2 separate regions of the Zea mays genome follow, and region 2 is linked to region 1. A link is a contact called in public Hi-C data. All regions are on one chromosome and are shown on one strand. Each heading gives the region's core, a stretch centred on a gene start, on an enhancer-like site or on the middle of the called end of the contact. The rest is flanking DNA. Distances are from core to core; before and after follow the strand shown. Region 1 holds the start of LOC103633630 (thaumatin-like protein 1). Region 2 holds the start of LOC100382347 (armadillo repeat only 1).

Evidence for each region. Hi-C and Micro-C count contacts between places; a contact is called where the count stands out from the background.
Region 2: a contact with region 1 is called in a Hi-C map of leaf, with 5 times the contacts expected there. The contact joins the promoter of LOC100382347 here to the promoter of LOC103633630 in region 1. A contact is called at or near these places in 3 of 25 Hi-C or Micro-C datasets (ear, endosperm and leaf).

Annotation. Positions count from the first base shown.
Region 1 is chr7:185,404,604-185,407,892 of Zm-B73-REFERENCE-NAM-5.0, reverse strand. It overlaps LOC103633630 (thaumatin-like protein 1), which reads left to right and starts at 1,699. Exons shown (of 3, transcript XM_008655353.4): 1 at 1,699-2,335; 2 at 2,443-3,121. The coding sequence starts at 2,281.
Region 2 is chr7:185,582,091-185,585,379 of Zm-B73-REFERENCE-NAM-5.0, reverse strand. It overlaps LOC100382347 (armadillo repeat only 1), which reads left to right and starts at 1,459. Exons shown (of 1, transcript NM_001175094.1): 1 at 1,459-3,289. The coding sequence starts at 1,630.

The sequences.
Region 1 (3,289 bases), core at 450-2,949:
TACTCCCTACTGCAAGCACTTAGGTGCAGGAAATATAAGTCTCACCTCCTTTGCTGGAAGTAGAGCCTTCTCTTGCCCGAACTCGGATAAAGTCTTGAGTCTCCTTGCATCACCCATCTAGGCTAGGGCACGTAGCATTCATTCACTAGCCGGTGGGATCCTCGGGTCAAAACACCGACACTAAGATCAAAAGATTCTCCCACTTTTTGAAATATTTTTTCTTTGGCCACGATTTCACTAGAGTAGATCTTCGCGAATATCCTATAGGAAACAAGTACAAGAGCCCTTCACAATAGATTATCTGAGCTAGCAATAATCACCAAAGCCACCCAAGAATCTTCTCGGTCTCCATGATGTCTAGGTGGTGGAAAGCACCAAGCGTAACATGCATAAGTTTAGTGACTGAAGTTTGACCAGTTTTACTCCCTGGACTGCCAAATAGGGTGGGTGAGTCCTCCTAAACTTTAGTCCTTTAATCACCATGGGGGTCACTAGAAGTGACTAAACTTGCACCTTTATAGAATTTGTCCTTTAGCTAGTCCCCACTGTCACTCCAAAGAACTAGATTACTTGCATTAAATATGGATAATCATGTCTATATAATATTCTTCAGTCAGTTAGGAGTAGTTCTTAAAACAAAATAGGATATTTTAGATAGTAAATTTTAGGAGGGACCCTTATATAAGCGAGACGAGATCTTTCTATAATCTCTACACGTTTTTTTTTTATTTTTAATCACGAACGAACGGTAAAACAGATCTAGCAATTCATGCATATATAGGCTAATCGTCTCATTGCAGGAATAGCAAGGAAATGGAGACACCGGATAACCAAAAACTAACACGCTGACACCCCGGTGGGCCCCGCCACGCCACAAAGAGGACGCACTCTGAAGCGCAGATGTGCAATGCCGACATGGCAAACGTAATCTCTTTGTATCCAGCTGGGGGGAAAAAGTGCCTTCCAAATCTTTCTGCCTGTAGACTCTTCTCTTGCTGGTAAACGTTTGGCTGACCTGTCATATTGGTAGGATGGGGAGATTGCGTGGACTCCACATGGAGCAGCGCCGAGGCATTATTGCTCCTCAAGGCATGGCAAACAGCAGTGGTAGCCTGGTAGGGCAGGCAGCAACCTGCCCAAGAACACGGCTATTTGTTGGAGTGGAGGTCAAACAGACGAATCCGTCCCGTTTTCTCCTCCTGGATCGGCAAGCGAAGCAAACAGACGAATTGTGATGAGAGAGAAGATAGAGCCAATTTGCCCAATGCAGTTCGACAACAGTGGAGACTGACTGACACAAGCACACGAGACGTCTCCTTTCCTCTTTTTTTTTTTTTAAACTTTCGTGTGACAGAAGCCGGGAAAAGGTCCGTGCATGGAGAGATGGTGTTTAGTGCCTAATCCCTTATCCGATATCATCATCTTGGGCGCTTTACACGGCAGCGAGTGTTGGCTTCCTTTTGATTTGCTTTGCTTTGCTTCCAAAGGAAAACCAACAAGAACAAAGAAACGCATTCCAATGTAACCGTAGGTAGGTAGCAATCTGTAAAGTCGCTGTTAGAAATCAGCACATCATTTTCACGCGAGGACCGTACCCCGCCGCTCAAATATCTGGAACGAGCTTTTTGGAGCTACCCATACTTATATCCGCCAGTCCACTATAATTCCAGCATTTAGCACTAAACAACAATTGTATCATAATTCAATAATTTCATTATTCCGACTCATCAGACAACAATATTGTATTAGCACCCATCAAATCAAATACCCATCACTACGAGGAACCTGTGGATACCGAATATCCATCAGATACCCATCGGATAACAGGTACAAATACCGAATATCCATATTACCTGTGGATACCTTATTATATCTATAACTGTAGCCTAGCCGTGGATAACAAAATTCCACTATATCTATACCCTACGAATAATTATCCATGGTTACGAATGCGTCGTATTATTGCTCACTATGAGGAACGTCAGAAGGAGCTCGATAACGTCATCGTGATCTTGATCTATATAAATGCCCAGCCAGGTCCGCGCAAAATGCACCAGCTAGCTAACCAACCCCCCTCCCGTGCCGTTCACCACCACTTCCTTCTTCCTCCCCCTAACCGCCACTGCACTGCTTACCCCCATATAGCTAACCGCAACTGCCATTTCAACAACTTCTCGGTCAGCCTTGTCACATTTTTTTGACACATACATACATACATACATACATACATTCAATTTTAATTTGTTGGGTAAATTAAATTGGGTTCGATCGAGTCCGACGATGGCTTCTTTGATGATCAGTCTGTCGTCATTCGTGATCCTATCATTCTTTCAAGGTATAGTAGGCAGGCACTGTGATTGGCAATGGTGGATTCTTTCTAGCTTCCTGGGTTTGAGCTCTCTGGCAACGGCTTAATTACGTCCGGATGCATTGCGCGTGCAGGTGCGGCCGGCGGGATCACGTTCACGTTCACGAACCGGTGCGGCGGCACGGTGTGGCCGGGGTTGCTGGCCAACTCCGGGAGCTCGCCGCTGCAGACGACGGGGTTCGAGCTGGGGCCCGGCGAGACGCGGTCGCTGACGGCGCCGCCGGGGTGGTCGGGGCGGTTCTGGGCGCGCACGGGGTGCGCGTTCGACGCCGCGTCGGGCAAGGGCGCGTGCGCGACGGGGGACTGCGGGTCGGGCGAGGTGGAGTGCCGCGGCAGGGGCGCGACCCCGCCGGCGACGCTGGCGGAGTTCACGCTGGGCGGCGGGGGCAAGGACTACTACGACGTGAGCCTGGTGGACGGCTACAACCTGCCCATGGTGGTGGAGGCGGCGGCGCCGGGCTGCCCCGTCACGGGCTGCCTGGTGGACCTCAACGAGCGGTGCCCAGTGGAGCTGCGCGCCGGCGGCCAGGCCTGCCGCAGCGCGTGCGAGGCGTTCGGCACGCCCGAGTACTGCTGCAGCGGCCAGTTCGGCAACCCGGACACGTGCCACCCCTCGCCCTACTCGCAGATGTTTAAGGCGGCGTGCCCGCGCTCCTACAGCTACGCCTACGACGACGCCACCTCCACCTTCACTTGCACCGGCACCGACTACTCCATCACCTTCTGCCCGCCTCGCGCTGGCACGTCCAGCAGGTAAAGAGAGAACGAAGCATCAAACTGGGATGGCGAAAGGAGGCGCTTTAATTAAATTGTTCGCCATGCTTCTTTTGCTGCCCTGCACCGCATTTGTTCCTTCCCCACCATGTATGGCCATGGACAGCTCGAGAAAAGCTTGGAATCTCACGGCCACACGGTTGATCT
Region 2 (3,289 bases), core at 210-2,709, 180 kb before region 1:
CATATTCGTCTAACACTAGCCCCGACACCGACTCGCGCAGTGGCTATTGCACGTCCACGAGGACGTTTCACATCATGTGCGCACCATAATTTTCGTTGTCGTCGGACGTCCCGTTCGTCTTCCCTACCTTCGCCCTGTTCTTCCACCCCAACCTACTGCCCCGCCCACAGTCGTAACCACGAGCCAACCGACGCTCGTCAACTCGGGTACGGGACGAGTTGGTCATGCTCCTGGCCTTTCTTCATGCGTGTCGTCGAGGACATGGTGGCGCCTGCCACTCTTAGGTTATCTTAGCGATGAGGACTCTAGGTCTGAGATATTGGACAACTAAGGTCCGTAGCGTGGAAGCAGTCGGCATATGCTACGGAGTTTGTGGTGGTGTTGTGTTGCTTCGGCGGGTCCAGGGCTGGGAAGACACTCGCATTTTCTTGTCCTTCTTGGACTGACGCCTGGCACGAGTGCCTCTTGGTTTGGAGCTGCTCCGGCTGGCCTTCTTTCTCCGCATGCGTGATCTCTCTCTATATATCTAGCGGTATACTACCTATGTCGCCTCTAGATGCCCAGGTCTTCGTCGTGTCCTTCTCCGGCAACGAATATGTATGCCCGCCTCTTCCCTTCCCCTCCTGCTCTATGAAACCTTGAAAGTGGGGGAGACGAGGGATGAGGTCTCCGATTTGCTGCCTATGGTACCAGTGTGTTCATAAATAATATTATGCGAAGAGTGGAGATAACGAATAAAAAAATTTGAGATCTTTTTGATGGATAATTTACGTGGGTATTTTTGTGAGCCGTCGCAACGCACGAGATAACCGACTAGTATGTATAAAAAACGAGATGTAGATGACGATGCTGGAGATGAAGAAGATATAGAGAAGAGAATCTTTTAGAGGAGACTGTAAATAACATATATAAAAGATGAAAATAGAGGAAGTTGCTAGAGTGAGAAAACCAAAGTTTTTAAAAACCGAAAAACCGAACCGAAGTTTTAAAAAGCCAAATGGAGAGAGTGAAGTTAAAATAAACAATGAGATAAACGAAAACTTTCACTAACGAAGATATCCTAACCAGCAGCCCGGCACGTCGCCCCCTAGTTAACCAGAGCAGCAGAGCAGACCCACCCACAGCCTCCACCTCCATGTACACTGCCAGGTAGGCAATAGTCCAACCACCCCTGCCGCTGCCGGCCGAACCGACGGATGGATTCGATTCCATCCCCCGGCGCTGCGTTTGACCACGTAGCGAGAACCCGCAAAATCGACGCACGCGAATATAGCCAGGGAGGACACCGCAGCGACAACGGGAGCGCAGGCGCAGCGCACCGAGACGCGACGGCCGTCCCGTGCTCTGCGTGGCCTGCAGCCAGCTCACGCACGCACGCGCGCGCCCAACCCGGCCCGCCTCCCCAGAAAACTAAAACCATGCCAAATTAACTCCCTGCCACCAACACCCCCCGTTCACCTCCTCCTCCTCCAATTCTCCCCCAATTCCCACCCTGCGGAGGAGGCAGGGAGGAAGGCCGGACCGAACAGCCCGCCCACCGCCCGCTGCGGGATTGGGACAGGGCCTGTGGCCGGCCGCCATTCGGTTCGGTTGCTTGACCGCGGCGAAGGGGCAGCGTCGTCGGCCGGGATGGACGACCTCAAGCAGATCCTGGCGCGGCCGATCCAGCTTGCCGAGCAGGTAATAAAGTGGTCTGACGAGGCCTACACGTTCCGGCAGGAGTGCATGGAGCTCAAGGCCAAGGTCGAGCGCCTGGCCGTGCTGCTCCGCCAGGCCGCGCGCGCCGACCTCTACGAGCGCCCCGCGCGCCGCATCTTCGACGACACCGAGAAGGCGCTCGACAAGGCGCTGGCCCTCGTCGACAAGTGCCGCGCGCACGGCCTCGTCCGCCGCGTCTTCACCATCATCCCCGCGGGCTCCTTCAAGAAGATGACCAACCAGCTCGACAACTCCGTCGGCGACCTCTCCTGGCTCCTCCGCGTCTCCTCCTCGGCCAACGACGACGACGACGACTTCGACGCCCACATCGGGCTCCCGCCCATCGCGCAGAACGAGCCCATCCTCTTCCTCATCTGGGAGCAGATCGCAGTGCTCTACACCGGCAACCTCGAAGCCCGCGCCGACGCCGCCGCCAGCCTCGTCTCGCTGGCGCGCGACAATGACAGGTACTCTAAGCTCATCATAGAGGAAGATGGCGTGCCGCCGCTGCTCAAGCTCGTCAAGGAGGCGCATCTCGAGGGGCAGGAGAACTGCGCGCTCGCCATCGGCCTCCTAGGCCGCGATCCGGAGTGCGTCGAGCAGATGGTCCAAGCCGGGGTGTGCTTGGCCTTCGCCAAGGTGCTCAAGGAGGGCCCCATGAAGGTGCAGGCCATGGTGGCCTGGGCCGTCTCGGAGCTCGCTGCCAACCACCCCAAGTGCCAGGACGCGTTCGCGCAGCACAACGTCATCCGGCTGCTCGTCGGCCACCTCGCTTTCGAGACGGTGCAGGAACACTCCAAGTACGCCGTCGCGTCCAAGATGTCGATACATTCCGTGCTAATGGACAAAAAGAACATCACCGGCTCTCCAGTTCAGCAGGACTTACTGGACGCAGGGGAGCACGGAGGCACGAGGTATCCGACTGGACACGCTTCCCAGAGCAAGAATGAGATCCACAGTTTGGTGCAGTCCACCATGGCTGCCAAGTCTAATGGAGGCAGTGGTAAGCACAACGTATCTAGTAATGGTGGTGTCATGGCAACGAAGCAGCACAATGCGTCATTGTCAGGAACGAGTATAAGAGGCCGGGAGTTCGAAGACCCTGAGACAAAGGCATACATGAAAGCCAATGCAGCTAAGGCGTTATGGCAGCTTGCCAAGGGAAATGCAGCTATCTGTAAGAGCATCACAGAGTCAAGGGCTCTGCTCTGCTTCGCTGTTCTTCTTGAGAAAGGCGAAGGCGACGTGCAATATAATTCTGCAATGGCTCTCATGGAGATCTGCTGTGTGGCCGAGCAGAATTCCGACCTACGACGATCAGCATTCAAGCCAACTTCTCCTGCTGCCCGGGCTGTTGTTGACCAGCTCCTGCGTGTTGTTGAGAAGGCTGAGTATGATGATCTCCTGATTCCCTGCATTATCTCTCTAGGTTGCTTGTCCAGAACATTCCGTGCTACAGAGACTCGGATTATTGGACCGTTGGTGAAGCTTCTTGATGAGAGGGAAGCAGATGTGTCTCGAGAGGCAGCAATTTCCCTGACCAAGTTTGCGTGCACAGATAATTACCTGCACGTTGACCATTCCAAAGCGA